Linked DNA regions of Xenopus laevis: region 2 is linked to region 1. The links are chromatin contacts, called in public Hi-C maps. All regions are on one chromosome and are shown on one strand. The core of a region is the stretch at or near the end of the contact, and the rest is flanking DNA. Distances in the headings are between cores, read along the strand shown.

Evidence for each region. Hi-C and Micro-C count contacts between places; a contact is called where the count stands out from the background.
Region 2: a contact with region 1 is called in a Hi-C map of the XL177 cell line, with 3 times the contacts expected there. The contact joins the promoter of arhgap10.S here to the enhancer-like site in region 1. A contact is called at or near these places in 2 of 4 Hi-C or Micro-C datasets (the XL177 cell line and the XTC cell line).

Annotation. Positions count from the first base shown.
Region 1 is chr1S:46,243,015-46,245,714 of Xenopus_laevis_v10.1, forward strand. It overlaps arhgap10.S (Rho GTPase activating protein 10 S homeolog), which reads right to left. Exons shown (of 23, transcript NM_001093142.1): 6 at 48-158. Among protein-coding and RNA genes, the nearest start is that of arhgap10.S, 36 kb to the right of the region's middle. Within about 2 kb of position 1,412, at least 2 of the 7 cell types and tissues checked have an H3K27ac peak or open chromatin away from gene starts, as enhancers often do.
Region 2 is chr1S:46,279,287-46,282,069 of Xenopus_laevis_v10.1, forward strand. It overlaps arhgap10.S (Rho GTPase activating protein 10 S homeolog), which reads right to left and starts at 1,294. Exons shown (of 23, transcript NM_001093142.1): 1 at 902-1,294. The coding sequence starts at 1,055.

The DNA of each region.
Region 1 (2,700 bases), core at 162-2,661:
AAACATTTTGCTCTGGCAGCAATCTTTATACCTTGCTCTTTACTTACAGGTTCCACAAACTCAAATTTTTTCCGCTCCTGGATTTCCTGAAGTTTACAGACATATTCGAGCGATAATTGATAAAAATGCTGCCGATTCTGTTCAACTTGGACATCTGCCTAAAGTACAAAAAAAAATAGGAATTGAGGTTTCAGAATACATTTTGCATTTCATGTCATACCCTTTAAACGAATACGTTTAACATTCCTAAGAACTAAAGGAAAAGGTTTCTGCACAGCACTGACGCTACATATGGACAAAATAAGGCATGTTACCAGGCGACTGCTAGGCTTAAGAGAAGATTTAACGCATACTTTGTAACTTGAAAATTCTCATTTCTTCAGATTTGGTGTATATTTGTTGTTGAGTCAGAAGTGCAAGAAATTGTGCGCACATTTTGGGAAGATTTTCCCATCTGCCATATACACTATATACCAACCAAAGTTCAAGATTTCAAATCTGGACATTTATGCATCTGACCTAGTCAGCCGTAATCAACAAATCACTTTCTCCTCAAAGCTCCCACCATACAGATTTTGTCTTTGTCATTATCTGAACCTTCTATAGAAAAACAGGCTCTGGGAGGAAAGCAATGAGATCAGAAATGGAATCTGAATATAAGCCAATAAACATGTAACATCATAAACGGCACAGTTTCTCTTTTACAGAAAGACCATAGTCATAGCAATATATGTTGTAGCATAAAAAGAGAAACTATTTAACCATTTACTGAAAAATTCAAGTTCTTTAGTGACAGTTTCCCTGACGTAGAGTAGAGCAGTAGAGCAGTGCAGCTTTGGGTTCCTGGTTGAAGCTGTACACTTTATGCAAGGAGTTTATGTGTTAATCCGGTGTTGTGACTGATCCCAAACTACAAAAACATAGAGACAGATTAATTGGCTCCAGATTGGCCTGTTCACATTTGAATGGGACTTGAGATTGTAAACTACATTGGGGCCCTTTGACCCTCTGCCTTTAAATTACTATTGAGTGCCTAAACCCAGCAGAGTTCAGTGACAGCTCTAGCAGAACCCCCAAGTAGATTCATCTGAGATGAACATGCAACTCGCTTGGGCAAGCTGGTACTTCCTCTAGAGCATATTTTTTTTTAACTGAAGCACTAATTTATTTAAGAAGCCTCAATGAGGCTGAAAATCTATCATTTTAAATAATCTGGGACAGGGCCGCTCCTACCATTAGGCTAGGTGAGAACCTTGCCTCAGGCAACAGCGAGTAGCAAATTACAAGGGGTGGAAAAAAGCCACCTCTTGTAACTTTAAGAGTCAAATCTAACCCAGAAATGTCTCTGCTAGTGCAGAGAGTGCCATTACGCTTATTGTACTAATGTTGCCCCCCCTTTGAACCATTCAGATGCTGATTTTTAAGTGCAGAGGGGGGTCAGCATCTGGGCCACTGCCTCAGGCAGTAGCAGCCCCACATGTGGGAAATACTGTAAATAAAGTTGCTTGAAATAATTCCTGGGGACGTCTAAAGAAAAAGACCATCTTTAACCTCATGCTTTTTTCTTGCAACTTTTTTGCAGTTTTTCTCAAATACATTGCACGTATTCAAGGTTCCTAATAATATTCTTGCTTATATTTATCTTTTTTCTTCAAGTCCATTAAAAATGGCATCTGGAATTAAGCTAAAAACACAAGCTGAAAGTCAGATGATAAAGTACGGCAAGATGAAAAAGTAAGCTGTCTAACTCTACAGTCCCACCAATGGTACAAGTTATGGCTATGACCTGATAAAAATGTGCTGTATATATCAAATTAACAGCTTCAATGTGTACTGAAATAACCATAAACCACAATAAGAACAAATTGTTTGAGAAATACATATTCTTCCCCTGTTAAGTGCCCTTTGCTTAAAAGGTCACAGAGGCACCGCTCAGCCATTTTCTCATACATTTTTTCTTTTGGAAAAAAAATCATAATTTGGGGGGAAAAAAATCTCTGGGGAAAGTGAAATGAGCCAAGAAAAACATTAATGTGTGCGTGCCATAGCTCATACAAGATAACTCTACCATTCTTTAGTTTGGCCTCCAATGTGCTGAAAGCTGTCAGTGAAAACAGAAAGGCAGGAGGAGAGTTCGTGTTTTTCTTTAAATATTAAACTTTTATGATAAAAACAAATCAGCTGTGTGGAAATGCATTGCTATTATTTTTCTATTGTTAGTTTTTCCTCTCATCCTTTACAATGATAAGCAGAGTTTTTTCTGCAGAACTCACTAACATCAGATTAGGATGACAGCGCTGTCATTTCTTGCTTCATTTCAAAAACTATTACACTGACAATAAAGTACCAATAACTTTATAAGGAAATATGACATCCTCAAATGTTTTTCTTTAAATGATGTATACAAGTGTCTGTTTTATTCAAAATAAAATACATTTTAACCAACTAGACAGTGTGGAAATTACAAAAGTACACAGTGTGCCTGTTTTCTGCATACGGACTTCCAGCCTTGCACTATATGGGCCCATAGGTGTCCTCCCTCCTGCCCTCTACTTGTGCACAAGTTAGGAAGTAGCTGAAGACACAGACTGCAACAGGGCCCTGTCATTACTGCATGCCCTACCGCTGCAGGGAAATTGTAAGTAAACCCTAAAGGTGGCCATAGACGCCCAGATAATATCGTACAAAACAAATTTACGT
Region 2 (2,783 bases), core at 44-2,543, 36 kb after region 1:
TACAATGCTGCAATTGGGCGCCGATGGGTCACAGGACTGCATCAACTAGCTGATGCCGTCCTTGATTGCAGAAAAAAAAAATCAAACTTGACCGATCAATATCTGGCTGATTTTTGGCCTGATATCGATCAGGAGGACCCGTCGGGAGCCCCCACACACAGGGAGATAAACTGCCAAATTGGTCTAAAGCTTTAATCTGCCCGTGTATGGCCTTTATAGTAAAATGTAAGGATATTATAAGTCACAGAGGAGTTTCATAGCCATATAAAGCAAGATTCTGAAGACTAAGTGCTTTTATCTCTATGGTGACTTGAATACTTTAAACATTGTTTTTTTATAACACACAAGTTTGAGTAAGTCACGTGACACCACTGACATCACTAAGCATGGATTACAACGGATGACATCACTGTTTATAAACAGATCATTTAGGAGGATACTCTTGTGCATGGTATAAATATACACGACAGTCTTTGTGTGCGTTTAAATCTGACTAGCGCTTATGTGGCTGGCCGGCTGCAGCTTCCACACATTCTTACACAATGGGATTAGAATGAGGAATTGTGTTCTCCAGTCAGTCTATGGGGGAAGGGGCACCAGCCAAGTCTACTGACAAGGAGAAAACAGACAAAGTGCTCCCAGTGTTAGAGTCCAGGTGTTGGAGTACAACATGCAAGTGTGGGGGCTGCTGTGACTTGTAGCACAACAAGCAGTTGGGGAAACTTTTCCCAGCTAGAGAGAGAGGGAGATGAGACAAGTAGCAATGTTTTTAGCTGTTCAGTCATTAGCAGAGCGATATGTTATTAATTCCCTTGTCATGTTGTTGTTCCTGGGGCAGCAGAAAACTACACAATGTGACAATAAAACAGGCCAAAACTACACACACACACAAGAGACTTACTCTTAGTAGCGGCAATGAGGTTCTTGCCATCCTTGAGCAAGTCTTTAATAAACCTGTTGGTTCTGTCCAGCTCCGCCTCATGGGCTCGGATCCTCTCCCTCAGCCAAGGGCTGTCCAGGTAACAGTCACTGAACTCCAAGGGCTGCAGCCCCATGATTCCAATCCCCCAGGCTCCGATCCGCTCTCCCTGACAAATCCCTTAATAGGCATGCGAAGCACAAGCAAACGGATAGGCAGCCTGGCGGCACAGATCACTTGCAAGAAAAGGAGGAGGAGATGAACTGGGAGAGTCTTCCCACGGGATCCTAAGGGCGAGCATGGGAATCAGAGCGGTGTCTCAGCGGGGGTCCCCGACTCGGCAGTGCAGGCGCGGGAGCGTTCCATCATACTGTGTGTGTGTCTGTCTGTGTGTGTGTGTGTGTGTATCCCTTCAGCAATATCTGCACATGGCATGAGCCACAGCACTGACACACACACATTCCTCAGCACAGACCCCGCCCTCATAATGCCGGCTCTTCAACTTACCATTTTGGGGCTCAGTTCGGTGCTGACAGCCGCGTGTTCCAAGGCACAACAACCAGTCACAGCTCCGCTTTCATCCGAACCAAGTCCACTAAACTCTTAAAGACCAATTGTATTCTATGATTTGTGACACGTGTCCCTTATACGCTACGGACGCCTCTGTCTCTTTAAAAAGAAAAAGTGCCCAAAGTAACAAGAGATCCCCACCCCCTACTCGTGCCACAGGGTTGGCGGGTTTCCAGACAAATTGGGCTACTAATTTAAAGCCCAGATGGGTTTGAAAGTACAAACTAGCCAAGGTACAGATTTGGGCAACTTTTTGGGCCTTTGGCTGGTTTGTATTTAGGGTTGCCACCTTTTCTCGAAAAAAATACCGGCCTTCCTATACATTTATCTTTTTTCCCTATTAATAACATTGGGATCAACCATCATTTTTATCGGCCAGGCCGGTAAATTACCGGCCAGGTGGCAACCCTATTTGTACTTTGGAAACCAGCTGAAGTTTTTTGTTGCCCTAATGTGCCAAGCCTGTGTCTCCCAATGCATGTTGGGTAATGCAGTTTATGTTTAACAATATGCCCACTGGCAAATTTAATGTAAGACTACAATACCCAGCATGCAATGGGACTGACTTGTGTAGAAGTCAAGGGTTACCAGATTTTGGACTCTGTACCCCAGTCTCCCTTTCCGTCTTCGTATTCTCCAGTGACTTTCCTCAATTATAGACAATTTTGGGGCAAAAAATCTCTTGGCCACCAAAATGTCTAGAGGTTGACCGGTTTTACCAATATTTATTGAAATTGTATATGTATTAGGGCCTTATGGGACCCCTATACCTCCTAGGCCACCTCTGTAGTTACTCCCTGGTGATGGACGAATCTGTCACATTTTGCTTCCTGGAAAATTTTGTGAAAAAGGCGTATTTTCACATATTTTAATTTGGGGTTTTTTTAGACTTTTTTTTCCATTGCACATATTGTGCTATTTTTGGGCTACTTTTGAAGTGCCTCTCTGCTAGTTTTGGCCTGGTTTTGTAGCTGATTTTGGCTGGTTTTGAAATTAGACCTGGCAACCCTGCCTGAGTGGGAGACTTCTGGGATGTAGAACTGGAGTTGCAGACAGGACAGCGCTACTAGCAGTTGTAGTTCAGCAATATTAGAACCCTGCACAGACAGACATATACATTTATCCCCAGGACTACAAATCCCAGCATTCCAAGTAGCTATAGAGGGTGTGGGTTGTAGTCCAGTCTGCGAGGACTCTAACGTGACGTGTCGTGTCCATTACAGAATGAGGATTCCTGCCATTCCCTGGCCAGCCTTATTTTGCTTTCCTGCACTTGTCTTCCTCCTCCTTTTCT